Regions from separate parts of the Mus musculus genome. Here region 2 is linked to region 1. A link is a contact called in public Hi-C data. All regions are on one chromosome and are shown on one strand. The core of a region is the stretch at or near the end of the contact, and the rest is flanking DNA. Distances in the headings are between cores, read along the strand shown. Region 1 overlaps Sparcl1 (SPARC-like 1). Region 2 overlaps Gm31048 (a long non-coding RNA gene).

Region 1 (3,743 bases), core at 477-2,976:
AACATAAAGGATCAGTTTTTATATGAAAAAAAAATGAAGTAAGAACTGAAATAACTCTGCCTACTCCTATGCATGAGGCTACTAGAGTGTAGTCACCTGGAGAGTGGACAGTGTCCAACGCTAGTCCTTGTGAAATTATCTAGGAACCTTCCTGAAGGAAGCCTCCGTGGTCACTGATGCTGTCTTCTTGATTTGCAGATCTAGCCAGCATGAAGGCTGTGCTTCTCCTCCTGTGCGCCTTGGGAACCGCTGTGGCAATCCCGGTAAATGTCCTTTCTTCTGTGGTACAGCCCTCCCTCTTCTGTCTGCGTTTGGGAGCATTGTCCTTCAGATGCTGACACAGGAGTCCATCTCAAGTTCCAAGCAAGCCTAGAAAGACCCAGTCCCAAACAAAGACACCCCCCCACACAAAATAAATAGTTCTTTTAGGGTGGCTTTGGATTCTTCCAAATTACATTCTTTATTGCCCAAAGTGCAAGTGGTATATATATATATATATATATATATATATATATATATATATATATAATTACTTATACTTTTAAAAAAATATATATTAAAAGTATTTTTTCAAACAATAAGGTAAAATAAATATACAGCACAAAATGCTGTCTATCATCTTATTAGACACAGTGCACCCCAAACAAACAGCCAGGGAGAAATATATTTTTTTAAAGATATATTTATTGTTGTATGTGAGTACACTGTAGCTGTCTTCAGACACACAGAAAGAGGGCATCAGATCTCATTACGGATGGTTGTGAGCCACCATGTAGTTGCTGGGAATTGAACTCAGGACCTCCGGAAGAGCAGTCAGTGCTCTTAACCACTGAGCCATCTCTCCAGGCCGCCAGGGAGAAATAACTTACAGATCTGTAGAAAAACAAAGTATTTAACATGTGTTATGTAATCATTCTCCTCCAGTATTTTCTCCAAGATCAAATGCATGCTCTCTGATTTCTCAGATTAAGACTCTCTCCTGATAATCTATAATAATGAAAACAATGTGGTAGGACTATAAATGTTATGGTGGTAATCATAGAGTGGCTGCTATCTCATCTCTGGGCTGTCCAAGAAAGTGTGCTCGAAGTAGGCATGACTAGAGCATCTGTGCTTCCCGGTCAGGCACACTCACCCCGCCACCATCTACAAGTGATAAAGGCGCTACACTTAAGTCATACTCTTGGGACCATGTCTCAGCCTGAGCACTGTAGGGAGGTTTCCTCTTAAGACAGATCCTGTGATCATTATTGGTGTCCCACAGATGGCCTGTGTCATCTTTCATTTGTGCCGTCTGTTTTCCTTCACCCATTGGAAGGACCAACCTCCTCTAAATAGACAAGCAACTGTCCCCTTTTCTCTGGTCTAAAATTCTGTCCTTGCGTTTTAGATGAATGGGAGCCGGTTTCTGACAGCTGAATCAGCAAAACCAAGCTCTATCACCTTGATCAAGCAGTTCACGGAAACAAAGAATTTATGACAGACGCTAAGAACCATGCCTAACTCATGTGGAGCAGTCCCGTTGAGTTTACACACTGTACTCTGAAATTAGAAATACGGGACAAACTAACATAGAACAGTTCCCACAGAAACATCGTTTTTCTCCCGAAAATATGTTCTCCTTTTGGAGTGGTCACAGATTCAGCTTTGTAAACAGGCACCCAGAGTCTTTGAACCAAATGTTTGGTGACACGCCCACACATAGACACAAGCCAGATGTTTCCTTTCTGGGACAATTTATTATAAGCAGACTCAGCCAGATGCTTAAAAGCTAAGTAACTTCACAAGACCCGCCAGTTTAAAATCCTGTAGTGTTTTCCAGCTCTGCTTGAATTAATTCTTCAGCAACTCGTAGTTTCTGCATGACAGGAAGATTCCAAGCAGACTCTCAAGAGGCTGTGAGGAATAAATACAGGCGTGACCATGATAATGAAATAGATTTCAATCAGCAGAAACTTCTGGAAGAAATGAGCTGCCTGCTGTTCTAGTGTGAACTTCTTGGGGCTAGGAGGAACTTGGAGGTTCAGGAGATAACGCGGGTCTCCCCTACCTCTACTGTCTCCCAGGACACTCAAGGATGGGGGGGGGGTTACCAAAATAGTCCCATTCTTTCTCCTTCCCCTCTTCCCTTAGCTTCTTTCAAAACATTTTCAGTGTTAATCCTCCCAGCTGAGAAGCTGGTGGGATGCAAAACAGCAGCCAGATCCTCACAGATTCTGCACCCACTCTGCTCACTTCATAGCCCACGGTCAGCCCTCAGATAGCTGCCTCGGACACGGATAGCGCATGCGTCAACGTCACTATTGTCAGGGAGAGTCATTCTAACTCCTTGAACTTTACAAAATAGTTTACACGCTCACTCTGTGTTTCTGCTCACCTTGCCAGTGGTGACGCAAGCCAGCCACTTGTCAAGCCCCAACAGAGCCTAACAAGCAGTCACCACTTGAAGGGAGACTTCCCTCCAAATCTAGTTCCTCAGCTTCCCTGAGACACAGTGCATCACTGCCCATCTCTTCCTTGCAATCTTGAGGGAAGCCATTGCTCTTTGCAGCCAGACTCCACGGCTGCTGTTACCTACCAGGCTCCATGCCCTGAAATCTTTGAGTTAGTTCTAAATTAAACCGCTTTTTAGTCAAAGATGTCCTGATGCATGTTGAAACCAGTGGGGACCAGAAAATAAATAAGCATTTAGCAAAAATTGTATAATCTTTTCTGCTAATTATCTGTGAGAACTTAAAAGCAGGCAAGGGACTGGACAGTGCTATATCCCAAGGTTAATTTTGTTTTTCTTATTCTTCAAGGTTATAAAATCTGTTTTTGTCAATGTTTGAAAATTCCAAAAACTCAAGAATGATCATTGTTGAAATGTTTTCAGCCAGTCTTTGTATGTATGTATGTGTGTATGTATGTATATGTATGTATATATATACATATGTATATATGTATATACATGTATTTCATAAATACACATATATTTATGAAAGATATGTATATATATATATAAATATAAAACCTTTCATAAACTTGACTATAATCTTTTAGTATATTTCAGACATTTGCTTGTAGCCTAGGAAATTCTAGAGAATACCATTCATTAGTGTTATCAGTGAAGATAGATCCCAGTGCTGGTGATAATAGCAAGAACTCAGATTTTTTTTCAGTTGGCTTCTATATATTAGCAACATAAAGTCTTCACTTTTTCAGACAAGTACAAGGTTTCTCTCTGACCACTCCAACCCAACTACTGCAACACTGGTGACACCGGAAGACGCTACAGTCCCCATTGCCGGGGTTGAAGCTACAGCAGACATAGAAAACCATCCCAGTGACAAGGTAAAAATAATCGTTACATTAATGCCATCGTTTATCATTTTCCCTGAGAATTCAGTATCAAAGCATCCTTACAAGGGTAATATATTTGATGTGTTTATGAAAAGATAAATTGCTTCTCGGCCTTTTGGTTAAGATCAAGTGTAGAAAAGATAAAGCAATATAAGGGATATGTTCTATGGGAGTGTAGAGAGGTGTGGGGAAGGGGCTATCTCAGGGGGCCATGCCAAGGCATCCCTTCCCCCTGAGGAACCAGCCACAAGCGGTATAGTATAGAATAGAGGTTTTTCAGGGAATGGGGAGGGGAGTTAAGAGGGTAGTAGAGGCAGAGAAAGGGAGAGAGAGAGAGAGAGAGAAAGAGAGAGAGAGAGAGAGAGAGAGAGAGAGAGAGAGAGAGGCCAAGAGAAGCAAAG
Region 2 (3,201 bases), core at 559-3,058, 140 kb before region 1:
TTCCCACTCTGGTACCTGCACCAGTGGGCCACAACACTATGTTCTGGGGGGTCTTTCCAGTTATGTCCCATGTTCCAGTAACCAAATAGATCTGCCATCCTCGTAGTTTGATAACACAATGCCCAGTGACCTGGTAAAAACAAGACTTAATGCTTATCGTTAACCAATCATATTTATATATCAATAAATTCTCAATATACAAGATGCCAATACAATAATTTCAGAACCAATTGATAATGATAAAAGCTGCCCACCTAGATTAGACAAATTATCCCAATATTCTAACCTTTATAATATCATAACAACCTATATAGCCACACTGATTCAAGACCGCCACCATCTTTCTCTTTGCTCTCTGTCTCTGCAACTCTTAGCTCTGCCTCCCTTTTCCCTGTCCAATCAAAGGCCTCCCAGTGCCCTAATGTAATTGGACAGGCAAAATCCTGCGACATAGGATAATCTAACTGCACTAGAACATTCCTCAGCTCCTTACAGTGATAGGAAATCAGGACCCTGTTAGTGAAACAGTGAACATGATGCGCTTGTGCCATCTAGATCAGGAGCTCATGACAGCTCTCCTACTGTATGGATGCTTTCTTACTCCTTCCAGTCACCATGGTGTGCTCCAGTCAGTCCCCATGTCTGAGCAGGGCATCTGTTTCCCATCCTCCACAGTGTTGTCCTACCAGGCACTACCATTTTTACTTCATACAGGCAAATGCATACCATGCATGGCATTTTTGAAAGCAAGCTGAAAATAATAATAATGTTCTGGGCCTTGCTATTCTTAAGTCCCCCCAAAACCACTGAGCACAAACAACTTCTAGACCAACTCTGTCTGGGAAGAGCAGATTTAGAAAGAGGGGAGACACTATAGACGGTACCACATACAAGAAAGAAAACAGAGCGTCTCAGCCTGGTCCATGTGGGATGCTGCGGGATGTTGACTCACTTCCTAACTATGGTCCTTCCTGAGCTCAGGGAAGACTAAACAGCCTTTCATGCAATGGGGACGGCTCAAACAAGCTCAAACAAACCTCTCCCGGCCATGCGCTACTATGTAACTAGCTAAGGCCAATGCTAATATCTGCACTGGACACTGTGTAACTATTTTTCCAAAAGAACAGACCAAACAAGTTGTTAAGTATAGAAAACTGTACACACAGAACTGGCCTGTACAAGCAAGAGGAGTAGTTGGACAAGTCAAAGCAAAGAAGAAATAACTAATGACGTTTTAAAGACAAATATATTATCCCCTCTTTTCAAAAGACTATAATGGCAGAGGACATAGCCTGGTGAATCTTGCTGGCAAATAAAGCAGAGCCGAGTGCTCTGGCCAGTCTCTCTTGAGAAGATGGTGGAGTCTTTAATGTGGAAGTGTCCCAAGTTATAAATAATTGTCCCAAGCCTGCCTCTAATTACTTGTCACTCCTGAAGTATTTTCTGGGCAGAAGTCCCAGTACTTTTCACATCTGACCAATATTGGGAATTTAGTCCCGGAAGGGACATCCAAGTTGTAAGCATGCCAGCTCTGTCCACAGTGCGGTGAGCATTTTGGCCAGAATTTGGCCTGCCAGCCAGAGATCAGCAACTGGGACCATTTTGCTGACTGGACACAGTGACCAAGGACCACAGACCAATGAAATGTCCTTAATACCATCCCCTTCTCAAAAGAATCTACACTTAAAGGATCTTTGCACTTTAACATCAGCGCCATCTAGGAACAGACCAGTTTGTGGAGACTAATAGCCAAATCTCTCTCTTTCAGATCGTCAGTCTGGCCTTGGGAGGTGTACGCAGCCCCCGCAAGGGAATCCTCAGAGGAAGCAGTAGTGGTTTTTCAACATTTGTTTGTTTTCTTGCCTTTGAAGAGCCTACATGAGTGTTCAGCCATTCCTGGCCCGAGTTCAGAATAGGAACTGTTGGTTTTCTGAGCCTTTTCGTCCTTCTCCAAACCACCAGTTTTATGGGTTTGGCTTCATAACCAATAACTCTTTTCACAACATTAAAAATGTGTGCATAATAAAAAAAAGACAAGATAAAAAAATGTGTGCATAAGATGACCGCACTGTACCTTTAAAGAAGTGAGAAGACTTTTTAAAAAAAAGAATGGCTTAGAGAGTGAAGATATTCACTGCTGAGCATACAATATACTCTGATCATATTTGCCTCCACTCCTCTTCATGTGCCCTCCTAGATCCACCCCCATCCCTGTCCCTGTCCCCATCCCCATCCCCATCCAAACACTGTCTCCTCTTATTTTCTTTTTGTGTACCTCACCTGGTCCAGTCTGTGTTGCCCATACCCTCACAAGCCTGGGCCTCTCACTGGGGTAAGGCCAACCTACCAGAGATCTCACCATTAAAGAAAAGTCCTTCCCCTAGAAACTCTCCGTGACTAATAGTTTTTCAGCTAAGAGTGGGGTCTGCTGTCCCCCACACTACTCTGCATGCTGGAATGTTGACTGGCCTGAACTTGTATGTTGCCTTCTGTAGGCACCCATGCCTCTATGACCTTGTGAGTGCACAGGTGTGTGAGTGTGTGTGTGTGTGTGTGTGTGTGTGTGTGTGTGTGCATGTGTGTGTGTGTGCATGTGTGTGTGTGTGTGCATGTGTGTGTGTGTGTGTGTGTGTGTGTGTGTGTGATGTCCTGATGTTACTGTTTCAGTTTGGGTCTTTCCAACTTCTCGTCCTTGTGATCCTCCTGCCACATTTTCGGTGATGGTCTTTGAGACTAGTGGAGGGTGTGTGTGACATATATCCCTCATTTGTAATTGTGTAGTCATTAGGGAGTGGTGCAATTTGAGAGGGATTAGGAGGTGTGGCCTTGCTAAAGTAGGTGTAGCCATGTTGGAGGAAGTGTGTCACTGAGGGTAGGCTTTGGGGTTTCAAAAGCTTAAGCCAGGTCCAGTAGCTCTCTCTTCCTGCTGTCTGTGGATCCAGATGAAGAACTTTCAGCTTCTCCAGTTCCTTATCTGACTGCTTGCTGCCATGCTCCTGCCGTATGATGAACTGTGAAACTGTAAGCAAGACCCCAATTACATGCTTTCTTTTATAAGAGTTGCTGCGGTTCTAGCATCTCTTCACAGTAACAGAACACTGACTAAGATAGGCCTCTAGCACTCAGGGCTTTAAACTGAGTGTCTGGGCCACCAGTCTGACCCCTATACAAGTGGGCATTCAAGGTCCTAGAATTGCCAGG

Evidence for each region. A called contact is a pair of places that touch in the nucleus more often than the background predicts.
Region 2: a Hi-C map of uterus shows a contact between it and region 1, with 7 times the contacts expected there. The contact joins two enhancer-like sites. A contact is called at or near these places in 1 of 484 Hi-C or Micro-C datasets (uterus) and 1 of 115 datasets of contacts at active chromatin or transcription factors (embryonic stem cells).

What each region holds. Positions count from the first base shown.
Region 1 is chr5:104,094,229-104,097,971 of GRCm38.p6, reverse strand. It overlaps Sparcl1 (SPARC-like 1), which reads left to right. Exons shown (of 11, transcript NM_010097.4): 2 at 199-263; 3 at 3,205-3,333. The coding sequence starts at 210. Among named protein-coding and RNA genes, the nearest start is that of Sparcl1, 18 kb to the left of the region's middle. Within about 2 kb of position 1,726, at least 35 of the 459 cell types and tissues checked have an H3K27ac peak or open chromatin away from gene starts, as enhancers often do. A contact at or near this core is called in uterus, where this site is marked.
Region 2 is chr5:104,238,493-104,241,693 of GRCm38.p6, reverse strand. It overlaps Gm31048 (a long non-coding RNA gene), which reads left to right. Exons shown (of 3, transcript XR_389447.2): 3 at 1,769-2,381. Among named protein-coding and RNA genes, the nearest start is that of Gm31048, 6.8 kb to the left of the region's middle. Within about 2 kb of position 1,808, at least 40 of the 459 cell types and tissues checked have an H3K27ac peak or open chromatin away from gene starts, as enhancers often do. A contact at or near this core is called in uterus, where this site is marked.